Regions from separate parts of the Mus musculus genome. Here all the other regions are linked to region 1. Evidence: chromatin contacts called from public Hi-C data. All regions are on one chromosome and are shown on one strand. The core of a region is the stretch at or near the end of the contact, and the rest is flanking DNA. Distances in the headings are between cores, read along the strand shown. Region 1 overlaps Creb5 (cAMP responsive element binding protein 5). Region 2 has its middle 61 kb from the start of Tril. Region 3 has its middle 90 kb from the start of Tril. Region 4 has its middle 110 kb from the start of Tril.

The links. A called contact is a pair of places that touch in the nucleus more often than the background predicts.
Region 2: a Hi-C map of bone marrow-derived macrophages shows a contact between it and region 1, with 16 read pairs. The contact joins two enhancer-like sites.
Region 3: a contact with region 1 is called in a Hi-C map of bone marrow-derived macrophages, with 21 read pairs. The contact joins two enhancer-like sites. A contact is called at or near these places in 2 of 15 datasets of contacts at CTCF or cohesin (large pre-B cells and pro-B cells) and 6 of 484 Hi-C or Micro-C datasets (the C2C12 cell line, bone marrow-derived macrophages, pre-B cells and 2 more).
Region 4: a Hi-C map of bone marrow-derived macrophages shows a contact between it and region 1, with 19 read pairs. The contact joins two enhancer-like sites. A contact is called at or near these places in 2 of 15 datasets of contacts at CTCF or cohesin (large pre-B cells and pro-B cells), 14 of 484 Hi-C or Micro-C datasets (the Ba/F3 cell line, the C2C12 cell line, bone marrow-derived macrophages and 7 more), 1 of 115 datasets of contacts at active chromatin or transcription factors (bone marrow-derived dendritic cells) and 1 of 9 other capture datasets (bone marrow-derived macrophages).

The regions. Positions count from the first base shown.
Region 1 is chr6:53,368,793-53,371,405 of GRCm38.p6, forward strand. It overlaps Creb5 (cAMP responsive element binding protein 5), which reads left to right. Exons shown (of 11, transcript NM_001327821.1): 2 at 995-1,066. The coding sequence starts at 1,013. Among named protein-coding and RNA genes, the nearest start is that of Creb5, 83 kb to the left of the region's middle. Within about 2 kb of position 1,334, at least 66 of the 459 cell types and tissues checked have an H3K27ac peak or open chromatin away from gene starts, as enhancers often do. A contact at or near this core is called in bone marrow-derived macrophages, where this site is marked.
Region 2 is chr6:53,758,508-53,761,120 of GRCm38.p6, forward strand. No RefSeq gene overlaps it. Among named protein-coding and RNA genes, the nearest start is that of Tril, 61 kb to the right of the region's middle. Within about 2 kb of position 1,319, at least 54 of the 459 cell types and tissues checked have an H3K27ac peak or open chromatin away from gene starts, as enhancers often do. A contact at or near this core is called in bone marrow-derived macrophages, where this site is marked.
Region 3 is chr6:53,729,886-53,732,498 of GRCm38.p6, forward strand. No RefSeq gene overlaps it. Among named protein-coding and RNA genes, the nearest start is that of Tril, 90 kb to the right of the region's middle. Within about 2 kb of position 1,331, at least 5 of the 459 cell types and tissues checked have an H3K27ac peak or open chromatin away from gene starts, as enhancers often do. A contact at or near this core is called in bone marrow-derived macrophages, where this site is marked.
Region 4 is chr6:53,712,014-53,714,626 of GRCm38.p6, forward strand. No RefSeq gene overlaps it. Among named protein-coding and RNA genes, the nearest start is that of Tril, 110 kb to the right of the region's middle. Within about 2 kb of position 1,313, at least 42 of the 459 cell types and tissues checked have an H3K27ac peak or open chromatin away from gene starts, as enhancers often do. A contact at or near this core is called in bone marrow-derived macrophages, where this site is marked.

The sequences.
Region 1 (2,613 bases), core at 84-2,583:
CCCCTGTGAATGACCCTCCCAATCGGGGCATGACCCACAGGTTGAGAAACTGCCTGCCAAGTACATCATAGTTGGGAGGGGGTTTACCTCCCCCAACCCCCCCTGTTTTTAGTTTTGAATTTTCATCTCTGACTGGCAATGTTATTTAAGGCAAACATTCCTCACTTTACGTTTTGGAAAAGTGAGAGGATGAGATACTAGTGTTTGGAGAAGCAAGTATAAAATGTACAAATAGGACGAACTTGCACAGTGGGACTCGACTCGTCCATGATGCCAAGCTGCCACCACCTTCCTTTTGGAATCACCCATGGCCAGCATTTTAAAGAAACATTGCTTCTTGTACCCAGGGTTAAGGCAGTCGGTTCTGAAGCTTAACAATAGACCCACATACCCTTTAAAGTGCATGCAATATATAAGCACAATTCTAATGCTGGTTTTAGGATATTTGGAAAACCACCTAAGTAATGCCCCTTAAATTTGCATAGTTCTTCCTGTCATTGCAAAAGAAACAAAGCCAACAGCAACAGGTGTGTTAACCACAGAGCCATGTAGGCCGCACTTTCCTGGCACTGGGATCATTGGCAAAGGCAGTTTTGACCACACTCAATTTCTGCCGGGTGAGCACAGAATTGAAAAGCCTCCCTCTGGCTTCCCCGGTTTCAGAGTTCTCCTTAGAATCCAGGTGCTGTGCTTTGCCTTGGGATCTTGCTGGGGTCTTCTAACCCGACAGTAGCACCCACCAGCTCCCTTTGGATGGGCAGGCTTTAGGTTCCAACATCATTATGGCTTCTTTAATATGCGCTAAGGAGAGCACACTAGGAACTGGAATCAGGAGAGCCAAAGAACTGGAACGGGGTCCATGTTCACTGTGTTCGTGTGTAACTTTTTCAGTTTAGGGAATGGCAATAGATGTCTCCCCGTGATTGTCTTTCTCATGCATTTAAAGCAGAGGAAAGCGATTTTCATGGGTTTCTGTTTTCCTTTAACCCTTCAGATTTATGAGGAATCCAAGATGAACTTGGAGCAGGAGAGGCCGTTTGTCTGCAGTGCCCCAGGCTGCTCCCAGGTGAGTGTGCGGATCCTCTGTGCTCCAGCTGCTAGGAAATGCTTCTCCCATCCCCTGGAAGATTATTTCCCATTGGGCCACCATAGCCACTGGGCTTTCTTTCCTCACTGAAATGCTTTCAGCCTCTCCCAAACCATTGACATCAGGACTCTCATCTTCACTACTGTTGGATCACACTTTAGAGTTTGAAATACTTCCCTTTCACCCCAAAACACAGTGGCGTTGACATCCCTATGAGTAACTTCCTCCGGAAGCAAGCCAGACACATCCTGCCCACCATTTCCGCTGGACTGTCATTCAGAAAGGGGAAGGTGGTGTGTACTTATGCTTGCATGTATGCTGGGTGCTTTTTAGGAGTTGTTTCATAGTCATGGGTTGGATTCCCACTCCTTTCTGAGAAGAAGTACGCCCCTATGACTGCCTGTTCTTGAACTATAGTTCTTGGACACAAACGTGTTAAGAGGAGTGGATATCTTGGCTTGCAGGATAGAATCTTGGGGTCTCTTCTTAGTGTTCAGCTAATGTCCAATCTTGTTTTTATGTGGAAATTAAAATTTTTGCATTTTATCTTTAAACTTGAAGGTGACATTTTTGTTCCTGACTCAAGAGTCTATCTTTGGGTAATGCCATGTTCCAGGGGGTTTAGATATGTAGAAATGGTTTTCCTACCAAGATCTTTATTTTATGGCAGATAGGACACATTTCCGAGTCTGAGCTCAAGCATTTTGCTGACGTGGAAGATTACACTCGTTTCATATTTTCATATACCTTCAAGGAAACCAAGGCCCACCCCCATTAGTTTGTGTGATAGTGTTGGCAGTCTGGTGTGGGGCAACACCTAGGGATCAGGACAATTCAGATGAATATCCTTCTTATTTTTATTTCCCAGAGTTCCTGGAGGATTCTAGGAGAATGTGAAGAGGGGTTTTTGGAGAAACACATTCCCAGAAATATAGAATGTTGCTGCTGGTGTTGCTGCCGAGCAGCCAAAGCGTGGCGTTTGCATCAGAGGAGTTTGTGCCAGTGTTTCTTTCTAACTTGTAAACAAGAAAACTAGCAGAGGAAAAGTATGTTGGAGCAAACGGGTTTTGAAAGCCCCTGTGAAGTAGAAAACACTAGGGAAATCTAGATAGGTTGATAAGTAACTGGGAAAATCCTGGTAGATAAGGACTTTCCATGGTAAATGCAGAATATCTTCTTACTAAGTTAAAACCTGGTTCCTAACTAAAACAAAAGCACCCCTCAGTTTCTTCAAAGGAAAGCCTCCTTGTCCAAAGGAACCCAGGTGATTGGAGGGATTTGCTTTGCCCGGCTGTGGCAATAGACATTAAGTTTTATTTATTACAAGCCGCCTATACCCTTTCTCTGCACTTACCTGTGTCTAGGCTTCTAGCTGCCCCATGAAAACCACAGTGCTCTAAACACACGTATCTGGTCTGGGCATTAGATCTATAATCATATGATGAAATCACAAATTAACTAGTTGGTTGCGTTTTTTTTTTTTTTTCATAAAGAAGCAACAGACCACACTGGGGAGCTGACTTTAC
Region 2 (2,613 bases), core at 69-2,568, 390 kb after region 1:
TCTGACTGCGGGAGCAGCTTCCTAATGGGCTTTCCTCAGACCTAAGGCTTCACTGTTTGTCTTTGTCATTCCCATCTTGTTTTGTGGAGCCTGGATTTGATTCCAGAAGAGTTTAAACTGTTTTTCGCTTACTCTGTTCACATTTCAAGTAAGATTGAAACTGTTTAAACACCAACAGAAGGCTTATAGAAAGACTCAGGGTGACAGGAATCGGGGTGACAGGAAGCAGGGCGACAGGAAGGTCCCTTTCAGGTCACACATTGTTGTTCAGATTCATCTTCAGTAAATGACTACAGCTGGGACATCTATATAGAGTTTACTCCAAAGAAATATTTTGTAAATGCAGTGTCTTATATAGCCTGAAAATCACACATGCTTAATGTGTGGGAGTATTCCTGTGTGTGCCTCCCGCATCAGACTCCATCAGACCCCGTCATAACTTCCGGTAAAGACACACAGAAAAGTCTGCATTAAAATAGGGTTGTCTCTACTATGCAGAAGTGTGTGTGTGTGTGTGTGTGTGTGTGTGTGTGTGAGAGAGAGAGAGAGAGAGAGAGAGAGACAGAGAGACAGAGACAGAGACAGAGACAGAGACAGAGACAGGAGTGAGAGACAGAGGCGGGGGTGGGGGTGGGGGGCAGAGAGGGAGGCAGAGAGGGTTATGTAGCCCTTCAGTGGTCACCGTGAGCAGACAGCTTCTGTTTATTGAGTGCCTTCATTTTTGGTGTTCCTCGGAGTCCCATGAGCTAACACTGAACTAGGCATGTGGAGCTCACAGAACCATTTGTGCGTCTCTCTGCCATTGCAGGTTGGTTACATTTTCCTTCAGTTGAGCCTCCTGTCAATGCCTGGGTAAGGCCAGATAGCACTTAATTGCAATTAATTCTGGAGTGTCTTGGCAGGGAAGGACTAGCTGAAATGAAGAGCAAGTATATTTATGTGATGAATAATATTAGGACCCAGGGGGGTATTTAGAAGGTGGAAAAAAGGAGTGGGTTAATTTTGAACCATTTTCAATTTCCATACCAGTCATTACCCACATTAGTGGATTTATTATGTTCTTTTTCTTTCCCTAATAAGAGCCTTGTAAAACCCAGCATATCATCAAGCAACCTAATAATTACTGTATTTAGGGGCAAATGTTAGATCCTAGACAGAGACTGTTTATCACGTCCTGCTCCCTAAAGTTCAACTGAATAGCCACTTTTCTGTTTCCTCATTAATAATTATAATAAGTAAACTGCACAAAAGAGGAAGAAAGAACTCAGCAAATCAAAACATAGCAAACTGGGAAGGCCAGAGCACTAAAGCATCCTGCCATGACTCACAGACCACGTGAGCCGTTAGAATCATGATTCTTAATTTTCCTGACCAGAACTCTGAAGGGAGCAGAAACCGGCACCAAATGAATCCACTCAATTAATGAGGATGCCCAGATGGCAAAGAGGGAAATAAATAATTCCCTCAGTCTGCCCTTTGTCACCTCAACCCCCAAGTTGTAGGCCTCCTTAGGGATTTCAAAGCAAAGCTTAGTGTGACCAGGAATGTGGAGGGTTTGCTACCCTTCAGTCCTTAAAGCTCTGGGCAACAACCAGGAGGCATCTGTGAGGAAGCTGCCTGCTGGCTTTGCTCTTGAGGATGTTTTCAAACACCATAACCCACTCACCTCAGAGGGCTTGCCCCCCTCATCCTTTCCCTTCTCTTCCTTATCATCCATTTCCTTCCTTTTTATTCATTCTCTCTCTCTGGCCCCCCAGTTTCTCTTTCTCTTTGTTCTCTTTCTCTCTTTTCTCTCTCTCTCTCCCTCCCTCCCTCCTCTCTCTTAATTTAAACTTGTTTCTGTCTCTTTGGACCTCCCACACACACACACATGTTTTTCTTGCTGATTTCCCTTATATATTACACATTTAACAAACTTATCTCTTGCTTCAATTGCTGAAGGTGCCACTGACAGAGGTCTAAACAAAAGCTCAACACCCAAATAACCTATTCCTCCTGTGAGTAAACCCCTCCACTTCCCCCTTCCTATTTTTTTTTATCCCAAAGCAGAACCAGTCACCTTTTTTGTTTACAGGTTTACTGATCTCTTCCCTTCTGCTAAGATCCGGGCATTTTGAGGCGTGTTTAGACACCTCCTGTAAGTATTCCCCAAGGTGAAAGCAACCACAACTCCTCACTCTTTGTCTTTGAAAGCTTAGACCAGTTGGAAACTTTGGAACAACCACTTAGTGCCAAATCTGCCCTTGATCTTCTCTTTATAGCACATGGGGTTTACACTGCGAGCCAGATTCAGTCCCCAGGGACCTCTGCTGGGGAACACAGGAAGAATTCTCCCTTCTGCAGGGAGTGTTTTCAGGCCAGAATGCATAAACCGTTGAGAACATCTCCCGTGGAGTCTGCAGAGAGGAAGATAATCCATTACCCTGCAGGCAGTTGGCCTTGGCGGGAAGGACTGGGGCCGCCTCCAGTGACACAAAGGAGAGCTGCATTTGAAATCTCCCCAAAGCCAGGCCTACTTTCCCCCACGGGTTTTGCATTTCTCAGACAGCAATGCAAAAGGAGATAGAGAACAGAAATGCAAATCGCAACCTTTAAGAAAATATATAAACCCAA
Region 3 (2,613 bases), core at 81-2,580, 360 kb after region 1:
GGACTTTGGATCCAACATCAATCCAGAGGTCATCAAGAGGATGAACCATTCTTCCAGAATAGTGACACCTTTTCCACTCCAGAAGGCTGCCTGTGTTTAAAATGTTATCCAAGGACATAACGATTTCCCACGTGTCTTAATAATAAACGCCATGGCCCAGTGTCCTGTGAGTTTTAAGTCATCCAAGTCACCATGGAAAAGCGCCTACAGGCGATGGGAAGTGCATGTTACTGGGGGTCAGGAAAGCCTGCAAGCTATCAGACATTCTGTCTGCCGGTCACTGGTGCTATAAGGACCGTTAAGTCACAGTCGGGCTGCATCTCATGTTCGCCTCTGTACCTTGGAAGTAGAAATGCCTCCACTTGGGACACCATCAACATTAACTAGGGCACAGGTGGGGGTGCCCGGCAGAGCTGTGTCCTTTAGGAGCCACTCAACACGTGCCACTTAAGAGTAAACCCAACTAAGCATTAGGCTTCTAAGACTAAAGAAATGATGCCTAAAGGCAATGTGGAAAAATAGCAGGGTGGAGTCTGGTGGGATCCAAATAAAGTCTGTAGGGAAACGAACAGTATCCTGTCAAGGTTAATTGCTCCTTTAATTCATTTGGACAAATGTAACAGAGTCTTCCAAAAGTTCTCATGAGAGGGAACCAGACAAAGGAAGGGTGGGCGGGAACTCTGTATTTGCCCAGCAGCAAAAAAAGTGAAAGAAAATTCTGTGTCTCAGTCACATTTGCTGCGTTTAAAGTGCCTGGTGCCAGTCACCAATTGCGTGAGAACTGCTCATTTGGATAGCTTCCATCATGGCTCTGCATTCCATTGGACAGCACTGCCTACAGGATTAAACACACATAGTAACGAGGTACGATGCTGAGCACAGCATCATAGGGGACTCAGCAGCTTCAATGAAAGAATCCGGGTAAAGTACAGATTAAAAAAAAAAATCAGTCTGCTCTCCCTGACTGGCACCGCCTCTCTTTGTATGTTCTTCTGTCCATCAACATGGGACATGGTTATGACAGATGACAGATCTCCAAATCACCATTTCTTAGCTCCCTACCACAGCTGGATCTACCCTGCGCCAGCACACTTGGCCCCAATATGGAGATTGAAAGTGCATATGGTACCCAAAGACAGAGTCTGCTCGTCAACTCGCCAGCACATGGGGTTTTAAGGGTTTGATAGTGGCGGGGAACCGGTGGGAAATTGTCTTTTGAACATGTGGAGCTTTTGGCTTTATGCTAAGTTTTTATTCATGACACCCAGTTTTCAAAAGGGAAGTAACTCAGTTCAGACGATGAAGGGATTTGGAAAGCACAGCTGACTGTCCATTTCCTCTCTTCATGCCCAAGTAGGCAGCCAGTAACAGTAAATAGCATTTCTCTTGCCAGATCTCAGAGACAAAGCTTAAACATTAACCCATTTATGTCTGCCAAGTTTGTTGCTATTAATACACACTCTTTTCCTTTCTGCTACTGATAGGGAAGAAACTGAAGACAACTCCATTGCAGAGATGAAGAAGTTGCCTATATAAGAAGTTCCTTTCCTGCCAGATTAACCTTCAATATTGTCCAGAATTGCTTAGTTTTTCTTTACATTAATAGTTATTAAGAATATCTGAAGTTTGTTTGTTTGTATTTCCTTCCTTCCTTCCTTCCTTCCTCCCTCCCTCCCTCCCTCTCTCCCTCTCTCCCTTCCTTCCCTCCTTCCTTTCCTTTCCTTTCCTTTCCTTTCCTTTCCTTTCCTTTCCTTTCTTTTCTTTTCTTTTCTTTTCTTTTCTTTTCTTTTCTTTTTGACTTGGTCTCGGTATGCCGCCCAGGTAGCCTTGGATTGGCTATGTAGTCTCCCAACCTCAGCCTCCTTAGTGCTGGGATAATTGTGCCTCACCATGCCTGCACGTATATTTGAAATTCTGATCACTGGCTACTTAATTTTTTAATTTTCTCTCTATAAATACACATCAGCTAGGGTTTTTGTTTAAATTTTGAGTCATCTTTTAAAACCAGATTTTTAAAAGCTTTTAAAAAAAGAATTGGTTAGATTATATTTTATGTGCATTTGGTGTTCTATGTGACAGTATCAGATCCTCTGGAGTTAGCATTATAGACAGTGGTGAGCATCCACGTAGATGCTGGGAACTAAACCCAGGTCCTCTGGGAGAGCATCCAATGCTCTTAACCACTGAGCCATCTCTCCAGATGAAGGATTTTTAATAGTCATCATCATATACACATAGTACTCAGAATTCTCTTTTGTATTCTAATAGATTTCTATATGAAAAGCCCCTTATATAAGTGAAAGACCCACAACGTGAGGACTCCCCCATGCTCTGACTCAGGAGAAGCGACACCCCAAATCACTCACAAGAAACGGTCTTGCTGCAAACTGCAAGAGGATTTTTATTCAAGAGCGCTCTCAGGCCCACGGTCATACACCATGCAGGGGTAGGGGACCGTGGCACCCCCAGTAGCTGGGTAAGGGGGTCTTTAAAGGAAGAAACCACAACTCAAGGAAGTGGGGAGGGTGTTGTTAGAAAATACCAAAGATACCAGTTAAGAGTCCCAAGGAAGTGCAAAGTCACAAGAGTCACAAGAAATACCTGGTAATTGTG
Region 4 (2,613 bases), core at 63-2,562, 340 kb after region 1:
ACATCCCTGACATGCACACATCCCTGACATGCTCACATCCCTGACATGCTCACATCCCTGACATGCTCACATCCCTGACATGCACACATCCCTGACATGCTCACATCCCTGACATGCTCACATCCCTGACATGAGGCTCCTTGACTTGCATTAATCTCAATGATGCTATGGCTCATGCAATCCAGTGGGTCCCAAATTAGCCAGTTTTTCTGACCTCCCACTCAGTAGTGGCCTTGGGGCTAATATTTTACTGGACAATCATGTTAAGTGCTACAGAGGTTAAAAGGAGCTTTCTGTGTTGACCATTCCATTAGACTCTGTTGATAGGCCATAGTTCCTGGTTACAGGCTCAGAGCACAAGGCCACCTTCCCATTTAGTCTGGGCCCTCCGAACTGTTCTCAGTCTAGATAAGAGCAAACATCTGTCTATATTTTCCTCGTTACAGCAAAGACACTTCTTGATGTAGAAAGTACAGAAAGCTCAAAGGTGACTCGCCGCAGAAATGCAATTAAAGCCCTAAAATTTTACAAGAAAACCTCAGCGAAACCAACTTTGAGATTTAAGGAGAAAGGCAGAGAATGGGGATTTTAAGTTGTTAGACAAGAAACAGAATTCTTTTTTTCTGTGTTATCTCGGATGGTTCCTTCCTGAGACGTGGGTTCTAGAACCAGAACAGCCCTAACCCTTTACTGGCAAGAGCTGCTCAAGACGCTGGTCATCTATGTCCCTTATTTTTAATAAGCATCCAACACTATTCACAAAGCTTCGATGTTGAATGTTCCTGTGGACTCCTATGCTGAAGGAAACATGGAAAACACCTTCCTGGCTTTAACTTTCAGATTTTCTGTCACTGGTAAAATATATTTAGAGAAATCTGCGTGTGCTTCCTGTCTGACAGATGAGTAGGATCTGAAAAGTGGGACAGTAAACCATTCTTTTATGCTCTACAGCAGAACCATTGCTGCTTGCCGGAGGATAACAGTCCTCATCAAGCCAGGCTTGGGCAGTGTCTTCCTCGATCCTTAGCTTTGTTTATAGAAAGATGGGTGGATGACTTGATATTGATTGATTGATTGATTGATTGACTAACCTACTGATCGATTCTTATAAGCGTCTGCACATCAGGGGCCTGAACAATAGAAAACCATTCAGGTCCACGCAGACCAACAGTCACATTCATAGAGGAGCTGCTGTCAGGGAGCCACAGAGACAGAAATCACCATTTCTGCAAAGGAGAACAGCATTGCCTCCTGTGGTTTTATAGCTTCCTCATCCCCAGCTCTCTGCATTTGAAAGTACAAGCTCTGTAAGTTGACTTGTACAGAATGAAATGTTCCCTCCCCTTGAGGGCAACAGTGAGTGGCTGGTTCTTAACTCCTGTATCTGTAGGATGTGACTGAGTTTCCGGGCAAGTTCTGCTCCGAGTGGGAGTGGCGCGTATTCACCGAGTCAGTCCGTTGGCATCGTGTAACTGAGCTTAAGGAGAAGGGGAAAGGGTGTAACTGGCAGCATGCGTGTTTCTTAATCTACAAGGCCCTGGGCTTGATCTCTCATCCCACAAAAGGAAAGAAGGAAGGGGAGAGGAGGGGGGGAGGGAACTCAAAAGCAGTGTGGCCGAGTTCAGTGGGAGAGCACTTGCCCAGAAAGAGTTAACAATTTCATTCTACTCTGTTTCTGGCACTGGACAATTAAATAGATGAATACGTAAATAGTCTTAGAGATAAATAGAACCTGGCTCAGCGGTGATCTGCCTTTTGTTCTTGGAGACCAATGACCGTTGGAGCCCCTAAACTTTGTGTAGTTTGTATGGCAAAATGGTTACCGAAGTATCTGGGGTTCTGGTGCTGCCAAAACCCCAGTCCTACTTAGACTTAGGCTGCTAGCCTGCCTGTCTGCGTGAAGATGAAAGAAAGGGCCTTGCTGCTCTCTTCTATTCATTCCCAGGACAGAACTTTTTCTTCATCTTGTCTTTTCTCTTTCTCTCTCCTTCCTTCCTTCCTTCCTTCCTTCCTTTCTTTCTTTCTTTCTCTTTCCTTCCTTCCTTCCTTCCTTCCTTCCTTCCTTCCTTCCTTCCTTCCTTTTTGTGAGATGAGGTTACAGACGAATATTGTAAATCCTTTCCAAGCTTAGCTTATAGAGTCTTCAGTATGACCCAGCAATGCTGCCTTTCATGGACTCTGCTTCTAAATATGGGGAAACTGCAGTATAAACCATCAAACAATGAAGAAAGCCTTATTTTACTTATTTTTCGTATACCCTTCAGGGATATAGTGAGTCCTACACAAACGAATAGAGTCGAGTTTCTATCCTTCTTCTGATCTCGAGAACTGGGTTACCAGCTCCTGAGTTTAAAATCTCCCAGAAAGCCTTCTGGCCACTCTGCCACTGGTCGCACAAAGAACAGATTCTCTAGAATTACTCTGTGTGTCTAGACCACTGCTCCCACCTCAAACTGAGGTGCCCTCCCCAGCCCCCACCCCAGAGGCTTCTAGAAGACGCTTACCTCACCAACACATTAGGAATACATTAAGGCCTGCTGAATATCCACCCTTATCCCCTTCTTCCCCGCAACCCTCACCCCGCGGCCCCGCCTGAGACCAGGATTCATGGCC